Linked DNA regions of Mus musculus: region 2 is linked to region 1. A link is a contact called in public Hi-C data. All regions are on one chromosome and are shown on one strand. Each heading gives the region's core, a stretch centred on a gene start, on an enhancer-like site or on the middle of the called end of the contact. The rest is flanking DNA. Distances are from core to core; before and after follow the strand shown.

Evidence for each region. Hi-C and Micro-C count contacts between places; a contact is called where the count stands out from the background.
Region 2: a Hi-C map of uterus shows a contact between it and region 1, with 5 times the contacts expected there. The contact joins two enhancer-like sites. A contact is called at or near these places in 2 of 39 promoter capture datasets (hippocampal neurons and liver), 2 of 15 datasets of contacts at CTCF or cohesin (CD8 T cells and the NIH/3T3 cell line), 107 of 484 Hi-C or Micro-C datasets (the AML12 cell line, B cells, the C3H10T1/2 cell line and 61 more), 17 of 115 datasets of contacts at active chromatin or transcription factors (PVALB interneurons, bone marrow-derived dendritic cells, embryonic basal ganglia and 12 more) and 1 of 9 other capture datasets (embryonic tail).

The regions. Positions count from the first base shown.
Region 1 is chr7:68,370,245-68,375,850 of GRCm38.p6, reverse strand. No RefSeq gene overlaps it. Among named protein-coding and RNA genes, the nearest start is that of Gm16158, 20 kb to the right of the region's middle. Within about 2 kb of position 1,395, at least 30 of the 459 cell types and tissues checked have an H3K27ac peak or open chromatin away from gene starts, as enhancers often do. A contact at or near this core is called in uterus, where this site is marked.
Region 2 is chr7:68,465,087-68,471,018 of GRCm38.p6, reverse strand. No RefSeq gene overlaps it. Among named protein-coding and RNA genes, the nearest start is that of Gm34549, 20 kb to the left of the region's middle. Within about 2 kb of position 3,413, at least 9 of the 459 cell types and tissues checked have an H3K27ac peak or open chromatin away from gene starts, as enhancers often do. A contact at or near this core is called in uterus, where this site is marked.

The DNA.
Region 1 (5,606 bases), core at 146-2,645:
GCAGAGCCCATGGGGCCCTAGATGGAGCTTCCAGATGCACAGCATGTCCTGGGGCCTTGTGGCTCCTTTGTGGCCCAGATGGCAATGAGTGGAGATGAATCCCGACAAGCCCTCCAGCAGGAGAAGCCTCCTCCACAGGGACACCAGGGCTTCCTGCAGCCTCTACTACTTGATCCTTGAGGGCAGTGGCTTTAAGGGAGAAGACATAGAATCAGGCCTGTTTGAAACCCTACCCCTTCTATGGGACTGCAAACCCCTTCAGCTCCTTGGGTCCTTTCTCTAGCTCCTTCATTGGGGACCCTGTGCTCCATCCAATGGATGGCTGTGAGCATCCACTTCTGTATTTTCTCAGGCACTAGCAGAGCCTCTCTCTCAGGAGACAGCTTTATCAGGCTCCTGTCAGCAAGCTCTTGTTGCAAAGGATGGCCTAGTCGGTCATCAATGGGAGGAGAGGCCCTTGGTCCTGTGAAGGTTCTATGCCCCAGTATAGGGGAATGCCAGGGCCAGGAAGCAGGAGTGGGTGGGTTGTGGAGCAGGGGGAGGCAGGAGGGGGATAGGGGATTTTCGGAGGGGAAACTAGGAAAGGGAATAACATTTGAAATGTAAATAAAGAAAATAGGAAAGAAAAGAAGAAAGGAAGAAAGAAAGAAAGAAAGAAAGAGAGAGAGAGAGAGAGAGAGAGAGAGAAGGAAGGAAGGAAGGAAGGAAGGAAGGAAGAAAGAAAGAAAGAAAGAAAGAAAGAAAGAAAGAAAGAAAGAAAGAAAGAAAGAAAGAAAGAGGAAAGAAAGAAAGAAAGAAAGAAAGAAAGAAAGAAAGAAAGAAAGAAAGAAAGAAAGAAAGGAAAGGAAAAGGAGGGAGGGAGGGAGGGAGGGAGGGAGGGAGGGAGGGAGGGAGGGAGGGAGGGAGGGAGGTCTGAGAAAAAAAAAAAAGAAGAAGCCTGAGCCCTGCCCTCCCTCCCTCCCTGTGGTTCAGGCCTGAGCGTCCAGTGTTTCCCATCTGTGAACCGGACACTGTGTTCTCGTCCTCCTAGCTGCAGAGAGGCTGGATTCCATGAGGTAGTTTGGGTGGGTGTCTTTATGCTTATTACTATCATGGGTTTGTCACTGAGTCACCCAGCAGCCCCCTACAGCCCCACGCTCAGTCTCTGCATCCACACTGTGCTCTGGCACAAACTAATCTAAGCCCAGTTCCAGCCTGACCCTATCACCCCACTTCCCCCACACACTCCCATGCCCAAGCCCAAATAGGACTTTTTTTCTCTAGAGGCCTTCTAGGGGGTCCCTGGCCAATATCAACTTCATCAAAGCTGGCACAAAAAGAGGAGGCATTCGATCAGATCAGAAAGCTCCCTGTAAAAGAAAATAGCCTATCTCCGCTTCTCTAACTGCTCCTCCACCCGGCTGAAGCTAGTACTGTGGACAGGGAGATCTGTAACATTCTACATGGCTTTCCTGCTACAATCCCACAGTTGCCCCCAGCCAAAGCCTCGTGACTTTATATCATTTCCTGGGTATCTTAGTGAAATAGGCCTCAACTCACAGTGGCGCGTCGTTTTGGTTTTTTTTTTTTTTTTAACTAGGACTCCGGTGGGATCCAGGAAAACCTTATTAGAATCGATGTGCAGAGTCCGCAGGGAAGTGCAGCAGCGCCATCTAGTGGCAATTCTTGCTCCATGCATCTCCTGGACCGTCAAGATCAACTCGCATAGTAAATTACATTTTACAGTTTTAAACCTACCAGCTTCTGCTTCCACCTCCGTATGGAAGGCAAAAACAAAACTAATCACAAAAACCTACTTGTCTTGTTATTGCTAAGGGTCCTAAAGGGGCCGCTGTAGCCAGGTTCCCTCAATTTTCAGGCGGGTCATGGGCCTGATGCTGGAGGCCTTCCAGAAGATTGCATCCTTGGGTAAAAACTCAGAGAGTACACAGGAGCTCAGCCAGAACTCTGGGCTGCCGTCTGTCTAGGGTAGGGCCTAGGAATCCACTTCCCTACCTAGGCTACTGCTACTTCTGTCAGCACAGTTGCAAAGCTCTTCCGCAAAGGTCTGCGCTGATCTTGCTCTGGCTGGACTGGCAAAGTTCTGTGGTTCTCAGCCTGTGACTCTTTAGGAAAAGCTCAGGGACAGAAGAAAGGGATGGCAACAGTGCTAAGCACTGGACCTGTCTTTCCTAATCCCACACAGCAGGCAGGACCACCATGGGGTAATGGCAGGCCCAGACCTTGGTCACAAAGGCAATAGGATCCAAACACAGCACCCAAGTAGCCGGCGAAGCCTTTAAGGGCCACCACCTGCATTCCCAGAACCTTGGCAAGGTGGACATCTTTACAGCACTTGTACCAGAGGCGGTCTGTGCTAAGATCTATCTCCACAGCACAGCTTCTGCCCTGGTTCAACCAACACCATTCCATCTGTCCTTCCTTATACTACAGTCCTCAGCACCAAGTTCTGTCTGGCACTTGGGCCAAAAGATGGCTCCGGTGTGTTCATGCAGTCAGGAGCGGTCAATACTCTGAGAGCCTGCCCTCTGATACACACAGCCAAACTGGGGGAAAAATAATTCTCTGAGTGGGATTATGCATTAAGGGCCTTATTAATAAGCACAGCACCTAAGGCTCATGAGAGTGTCCTGATCGGATTTAAAATGTGAAGGAAAAACTGCAGTCTGCCCCAGATACTATTTAACTTCATAACAGCAAAGTAGCAAAATGTAATTTTTAACTTTTATGTAGGGAAAGGTTCCAGAAGGCAAAAGTCTCCAGGAGTGTCTCAGCAGCAGGGTAGATGGACTTACCAGGCAGAGTAGGACAAGCAGGCAAAACATCAAAAGCTTCCCTCTGTCATGTTCTTGTAGATTGGCTGCCATCAGAAGGTGTGGCCCCGATTTAGATGGTTCTTCTAGCCTCAAATGATACAGATTTAGGATGGGTCTCCCCACCTCAAATAATACAATTAAGAAAAAATCCCTCACAGGCTTGCCCACCTGTCTCAAGCCAACCGGATACCCTGAGCCACTTTTTGTGCTGGGAGTGCCATGTTTAGATCTATGTCTCACACCACCACCACCACACACACACACACACACACACACTAAACCGCATGAGGTGAGATGCAGGGGACAGGACAGGCAACCATCCAGGGCAACTTCTGGAAGAAGACACAGATGCGGGAAGCTGGTGATGCTCGTTGTCCTCTGCGCTGCACGCTGCATGGTGCAGGCAGCTAGCTGTCCATGCGTTTTGGCTGGCAAGCCTCAAAAAGCTACCTGACCTCCCAAGATCCCTTATGTCAAAGGTCAGGCTTTGCTCGGAGGGAAATAGATCCCTGACATTTTAAGGAGACTTCAGCATCCGAGGAGGAAGCCTAATCCACAGAAAGTGTTCTTGGGTTTAAGGGAGGGTAAATGAGTGCATACTTCTTTACAGTGTGCTACATTCTCTTGCTGTGTTCCTCTCTGCTTTTTCTTAAGTCGGCTTACCCGACTCTTACAAAGCCAACAACCTCATTATGTGAAACAGCCTCCCAAGGAAACTGCCAATCAAAACGTACTATCACTGGTCCCAAATAAAGGTTTGTCTCAAAGTAAGGTCCCGGTTAAACTACTGAGTTTAACACACTGATCATCACACGCTACTCAGAAGCACCCAGCATCTAGGCTAGGATCGCAAAGCTGGGCAAGTCAGAGCTAACCAGTCATCCTGGTGCCTAGATGGCATACTATGCTATCTGCTCCTTATGGATTGTGATCCTCAAACATGATCTCACCGTTGCTCTTTACAGTCTGGTCTGTGTTCCCCCATCAAGAGGCCACTGCATCCTTAGCCCAAACTTGCTGAGATGTGATCTTATGCCGGACTTGTGGTATCCTCTGCGACTTCCAGCATCTCTTGGCCTGAGCCAATTAGACACCTCTGAATCCTGACTCTCCTCTCTTCTGATCATTGCTGGGTTAATGATGGACATGGAAGACAAATAGCACAGGGGTCCCAAGCAACCAGGCAACCCTAGACTGAGCACAGCCCCCACCTACCTGCCTTTTTGCCTATCATCATGCTATTTAGCCAGTGTTCAGATGTGTGTGTGTGACCAGTCTACATGGGAAGACAGGAGCCAACCATCTCCTGAAACCGAAGAGGGCTTCAAGAACATGTAGAGGAAGATCACCACACTCCGTTGTTGAGGAATTTTAGAGGACACCCTGAGGCTCTCCATTCCCACTCACAGTCCCAGAGCAGCCCGAGATACCCAGCTCTGCCCCTACTTGCCCTACTTAGCCATCACTAAGAACTCTGGCTGGGAAACTCACCAGGTTGGGCCCAGCCCATCCTCCCCCTGGGCATGTCCTTAAAGGATGCATACCAAGGCCACCAGATTGACAGAATCTAAGTGTTCCTGGAGCCTCTCCTATCTACCCAAGCTTCAACTGATCCTTTGCTTCAAGCCCTAACCTAGCTTCATGGATCTCCTAATCCAGGCTGAATAATACCCCAGTTGGACTCTTTGCTTCCAATCCAGCCTCTAGTATTAGAATGGACTGAGGGCAGCCAGAGGAGGAGCAACAAAGGACCATTCTCCCTCCATCTTCTGTTCTCATCTGTAGCGAACTGCTTACTCTGCTGATCCGCTGGCATTAGCACACTTTGAGACCTTATGGATGTTAGGATGCTGACTGTCAACACTAGGGTGAAACTAGGATGCCAGACCCCTTACTGCTTCTTGTAGAGGATGCTGCCGCATTAGCCAGAAGCTCAAGGAGGCAGGGAACATGCCTACCATGTCCAAGAGTCTGTGCCAGTCCTCGGCTTAACAACTGGTCCATGAAGGGAAACTCCTGCAGAAAGAACGCCCACAAGAACTGAACTTCAACCAGGCAGAAGCAGCCTGAGCTCAGAGCGAGAGTCCCAGAGGCAAGAGATGCACAGTGGGTGGGAGGATCTTGGATACATTGTAACCTGGGCATCCTCAGCAAGTAGACAGACATCCACACACCTCCAGCTTCCCAGTGAATCCTGCAAGAGAATCATTGCTGTCCTTTTACAAAGAGGCAAAACTATCCCCAAGCACCTGGATGCCGAGGCTGAGAAGAAAATGGCAGGTAACATAAAAATAAAATTAAAAAAAAAAAAAAAACTAAACTAAACTAAAAGCAAATGTGTGTCCAAACTGACCATCCAGAGAGAAAAGAAAGCTACCCCAAATCACAGAGGGATACTGAACTTCTCTGACTGCCAGCTCCCTTTCCCACTGGAAGCTGTTAGGACTGTGCCCTATGTGCGGGGGAGGGGGGGAGCAGGAGCTACAGGAAGAACGGGAAGGGTCCCACAGCTATGTGCACCCCAAGGCAGGCTTGGAGAAGCAAGCAGCCTCCAGGCCGCCCATTGGGTGCCTCGTGCTCTTTGAGAGAATTTGTGACCGAGTTTATTTACTTAAAATAATTAATTTTGTTACTAATATGACTTTAGTAACAAAATTATAAAACTGTGAAATCTGTGCTCCTGTTGCATGCTTAACATTTTTATCAGTGAAAGGAGGTGGGAGGGAGAAAGGAGGAAGAAGAACGTGGAGGGAGGAGGAGACAAGAGGGGAAAGAGGACAGAGGGGGACA
Region 2 (5,932 bases), core at 2,164-4,663, 93 kb before region 1:
GTACATCAGCCTGAGGTTTGGTGTACTGCATGTCTATAACAAACAGCCCTGAGAATGTAGATACACACAGTCAGAAAATCTCCTACTGAGAACAAGAATAACAAAAATATAGCCTGGCTAGCCCCCTCCACTCAACAATCACTTACAAACAAATCTATAAATGATGAATAAAAAGTCCCGGTACTTGGTGGCAATGAACCTGTGAAAGTTACATGAGCTTGAACATCTATTGGGAGGATAACACTCTGTCTTGCTAACAGTAGGCATTCAACAGCTGCTGGTACTTTAATTTCCACACTGCCCTGTTTTAACATAATGGGTCACTCCACATCAGCAAAAGCAAATGTACAAAAGATAACCCACCAGTGCTGGACAAATTGCACACAGTTTCCTATTCGATTACTCTCGAACGTTGCTTCCTTCCAAGTCTGATGTCTTAACCCACAGCTGTGGTTTCCTAGCTCAAAGGGACAGAGCTAACTGAAAATGCTCATCTTGGACACAGCTGGCCATGCAACCCACGCTAATGTTACGGTGAGTTTTCTATCACGTGAGAGGATTTGTTTCCTGTCACTATCAGTAACATTCGGCTACCTGAGAAACAGCACAGGACAAGAGTCGAAGGTCAGGAGCATGGGTGGTCCTTAAGGGAAGGGTCTTTAGTTCTCTGGAGTGCTTTCAGCTCCTTACTGGTGGCCTAAGTGATGAAAGTGATTGGCTCCCCTCAGTGATGTGATGAAAATAGAAATGGGACTTAGCATGGGATTCTCAACCATGACATTGCTACCATACAGAAATAAGCAAGTGTCAATCAAAGGAGAGAATGCAGGGGAGGCAGAGGTCCTCCTTAAGTCATGGGAGACATGTTCCACCTCCCCTGCATACAAGACAGTGTCTAGTGCCTTTCAGTGTGCCACAGGGTGCCAGAACTCATCTGTCCCTCCCTCCGTTGCTTACATCCGGGTCCTGTGCTCCTCTGCTCTTGAGCTGCAGACCGCTGGATATAGCACTGAGCCAGTCGGGTAATCCAGATGGCTTCTAATTGGCAAGAGGGCGAGGCTATGGTTTAAATCTAAACTATTTCCCCAAGGGGCTTTGTTAAAGGCTCAGTCTCTTGTGGGAAGCTGAGGAAGCCCTGGGTGAAGGTGTTCTGGTGGCAGGGACACAAATACCTCACACCCATGGAAGCAGGCAAAGGTTTCTTCTCAGGGAAGCTCAGAAGGACAGCAAAGCTCTCCTCTGGTCCTAGTGAGAATGACAGTGCCTGGGAGAACAAGCAACGACAGCCTCCTCCTCCCCAACTATAACATAGACTGCTTCCCCACCTCCTATGGAGACTAGCTAACTCCTCCCCCTGCGTGGTCCAGTAATGAACTCACTGCAGCATCTGGTTGCTTGCAGTTGTTAGTGCTGTTCCAGCAGAGCGAGAACAACCCACACAATCCCAGCTTTTCTGTATGTCTGTGTCTGTGTGTCTGTCCTTTCTCCATCCCTCACTGCCTCAGTCAGGGTTTCAGGACAAAGCCACACTGCATGTGACAGTCTCCCTGATCAGAGCTATCGACAGACGAAGGAAATTAAAAAAAAAAAAAAAAAAAAAAAAACTGGGGCTGGTGTCCAGTCTTCCAGTCATTGGGGTGTGCCCCGGAAGGAGATTGTGGAAAATTCTAACCTTTTCTCTTCTTGTTCCTGTCCTGGCCATGAGTGGTACTGGTTGTTCCACCACCATGCACTCCCTGCCAAAATGTGTTTCCTCAGCCAAGGCCCAAAAGCATTGGGACCAAGTATCCCGGGACTAAAACTCTATAACTCCTTGATAGCTGTCTCATTTGCTACAGTAACGGAAAGCTGACAACCCCACGTGAGTGACTTGTACTATGTAACTACCCAGATAGCCAGGAGCCACAACCGGAGGACAGACCAGGGTGATACATAATGTCTTCCTACCTTGCTGACTTGGTAATCAAGTTAAAGCTTAGGGAATGTTTACTTTGCACCTTTTCCATTTGCATTTTCTGGGCCATGGATGAGCTCAGATTTTTTTTTTTTTAACAGAAACTGGAAAGTTAGGCTGAGAAAGTAGGAATTGTGCTACTAATTCAGAGCCTGCTGACAGTGAGGAAACTGTCACCTGTGTTTCAGCAGAGCCGCAGGACGGAAGACTTCATAGTGTAACACAGAAAAGCTGTGAGGTGGGCCCTAATTAGAGCCCTCGGGCCTGGAAATGTGGGACACTGCTCAAGGAGGGCAGGGCACTCCAAGGAGTTGCTTAGGGAAATATTTAACTTTCCCTTACTGGTCCTTAACCAGGAACGAAAATTACAAAGAGTGTCACTTGTTAACCAATGTGTACTTTGGGGACTGACTGCTACAGAAGTTGTCACCTGGCTTTCTGGATTGTTACTAGAGAGAGCAAGTCTGGCTCTCGGCAAGCTGGCTTCTGAGACTGGGTAGTTCTAGATATGGCCATGGTTTGCTAGGCACCGTGCTACAGGTTTTGATCAGTGTTATTTTTATATATGTGCTGGCCACTGTCCTTTTGTATAACCTGTCTCTGCTGTGTAGACACTCCAACCCACCACAAAGGCCCCTGGATGAAACCCCACGATCTGTAAAAAGTAAAAGTCAGGGATGGTATAGAACACCTTTAATCCCGCCTCTCAGGAGGCAGAGGCAGACAGGTCTCTGACAGTTGTGGGTCAGCCTTGGCTACATACTGAGACTCTGTCTCAAAGTCCTAAATTAATCAATTAAATAAAATATAGAATTGTTTGGAAAAAAAGAATAAAATAAAGTATTTCAAGACATTTGAAATCTTCTCTGCAACCTATAGTTTAAACCAGTCAGTAAGTGAAACATGCGAAGAGAACTTTGGAGCCAGGAGGGAACCGGTATCTGTTTCCACAGCCTCCTGCGGTAGGTGACATTTCTAGTCATGTCTGGAATGGCTACACAGAACTAGAATCTGGTCTCCCAGCACCCAAGTTGTATCACACAGGGTTCTGATTACAAGGAGGTTGTCCCTGGGAGTCTCGGGAGACACCCAGTGTTTGTTAAGAGTTTGGTAGTTGTCACTGAGGTCAGAAAAGTATCTGCATTGTTTCCGAATGCTAAGCTAGCTTTATTCCAGAAGGCATTTTGAGGAGAGTTGCATCACAAGCTATTGGCCACTCCAAACACCATATCTTTACCTGGAAATAGCAAGAGGGACAATGGACAATTGCCTTTCCCTGGTATCTCCCAGGCTGCCATGCTGCAGCTCCAGGATCCCTGTGTGCCTGTTGTGAGTGTGTCAACAGAGTTGGAACAACAGAAGAGCTGCTGGTGAAACCAAGACATTCTGAACAGAATACATCACATCTCTCCAGTGACTGCCTATTCCAAAACGAGGCCATGAAAATACAACCCCCTGTGGCCTCAAACCACTAAAACAACGTCCAAAAAAAACGTCAAATTAATGGGCCCTTCCTAACAGGCCAGTTCTGTGGTCATGCAAATACAAGATCTTCCTTGATAAGAATAGCAGCAGAGAATGTTTTGTTGTGGTGGTTGGGTTTTGGTTTTTTTGTTGGGGGGGGGGTGTTTGTTTTGTTTTGTTAGTTAAGCAAACAAATTAAGGCCAATCCCTAAGTGCTACATAAAACCTGGATTCTGTTTTATCTTTCGATTGTCAAAATAAACACATTTGACCTAGCATTCTGTCCAGACAGTAAAAAAAGAGCACAGTAAAGATTAAGGTTCTGGAACCTGTCCTGTTTTCTTTCTCAGTTCCAGCCCTGGGTCTGTTCCAACAGATGTTCATGCAGGCACTTCTGAGAGCAGCTAACCACGGCATGATCACACAGTTAGAGCTAGGCGTGGATTGCTTTATTTGTTTGTTGGTGGGGATTTGGTTTGGGTTTCGAATTGTAAGTTGCTACCCTGTGTCAGTGCTAAGGGTCAGATCCATAGTCTCATAGAGACTTACGACATCTCCATTCAACTGAACTCCTGGCCCAAAGTGTGTATCTGTGTATCTTCAGCTATTCTCTCTCTCTCTCTCTCTCTCTCTCTCTCTCTCTCTCTCTCTCTCCCTGTGTGTGTCTCTTTGTGTGTGTGTGTGTGTGTCTGTGTCTGTGTCTGTGTCTGTGACTGTGTCTGTGTCTGTGTCTGTGTGTCTGTGTGTGTCTGTGTCTGTGTCTGTGTCTGTGTCTGTGTCTGTTTCATTTTCCGTGATCCAATGAACTGCTACCAACGTAAGTTGTTTTGGAAGCCCTAAATACAACACATTCTTCAACTCTTCTTTGGGCTTGACTCAAAAGTCACTGGAAATTAGTCTAACAGTTCAACTAAATGTGTCTCTGTTTGTTTTGATGATTACATGGCACATGTTTTATTATAGAACCAGGACCACCAGATCTGGGATGGCACCACCCATAATGTCGACACAATCGGACACTAAGAAAATGCACCAGAGGCTTGTCTCATCTGGATCCTATGGAGGCACTTTCACAATTGAGGCTCCCTCCTCTCTGACATAAAACTAGCCAATACACAGCTTAAGACTCGGTACACTAAAATGTCACTTTTACGTTTTGAGATGGCAAGAAAGAACTCCATGTATTGCTTCATGCAAGTGTTCTCTGCTAATCTTGGGTTTTTGTGGGGTTTGGGGTTTTTGGGTTTTTTCTTTTCTTTTCTTTTCTTTTCTTTTTTCTTTTCCCTTTCAAATTCTTTCCCTCTTCTTTTGTTTGTCAAATATATCAGTTATTGTGTAGCTCCTGAACATACTGTAATGCTAGATTGTTTATTCATTTAATGAAAGTTTTGGGGGTTTGGCTAGCTGGTTTTAATACATTCCCATGTCCTGTAATTGACATCACGTCTAGAAATATTTCTCCCATTCCATTGTTATTGTTTGCTTAATGTAAATTTTATATTTTTCTTTTTTCTAACTTTCACAAAAATACTAACTTGATTTTGTCTTCTCTTTTAAATACTAAACTCCTCATGGTCATCTATTTTCAATTCTTTTCCTTCACTGATGTTCTTATAGTCCTGTACCCTGCAATTTCTCCTGACCCATCTATGTATCACCAACAAGGCTCTACTTGTGCTAAAAGACCCCATCACCTCCTAATAAGGCCGTGCTGAAGGCCAGTAGTTAAGTCATGGCCTTCTGCATCTGGTCTTTTTGCTCTCCAAATGAGTTACTTCCTCCTGGGCTGAGTCTACAGGGGGTTTTGTGGAGCAAATGCCTGAGACCAAGTACAACAGAGCAGACCTGTGTGGACCCCTCCTCCCAGAGGTCTTGTAAACCACAAAACTCTGTGTCAGGTTTCTTCAGACGCTTCACCGTTTTATCACTAATGCCTTCTGTGCTCATAGCTCCTCCTGGACCACCAGCTACCAGGGTACTTCTTTTGTCCTTGAGGACATTTCTTTCTCTAACTCTATTTTCATTATCTTATAAGACAGGCTCTCGCACAGCTCAGGCTGGCCTGAAACTCTTGATCCCCTTGCTTCCACCTCCCAAAAGCTGATTTAAGGTCTCGGGCTATCACATCCCACCGTTTAGAACATTTGTAATTTTTCTCTTCATCTTTTCAGTCAGACTTCACTATAATTTCTGTGGCTGCCTGGCTAACTAGAAGTCTTTTGTATTAAAATTATGTCATCACTGTTTACTTTGATATTAATGTTCATGTCCTTTCTCCCCTGCCCCCTGGTTTTCATTGTGTGACCAAAGCTACTTTGGAACTCTGGATTCTCCTGCTGTGTCCTGGGTTTACAGGAATGCACCTCCACATCTGGCCGTTCCTGTGCGTGCGTGCGTGCGTGCGTGTGTGCGTGCGTGCGTGCGTGCGTGCGTGCGTGTGTGTGTGTGTGTGTGTGTGTGTGTGTGTGTGTGTGTGTGTCTATTTGTTCTCTTTTGCTTGTCTCTGCTCCTACT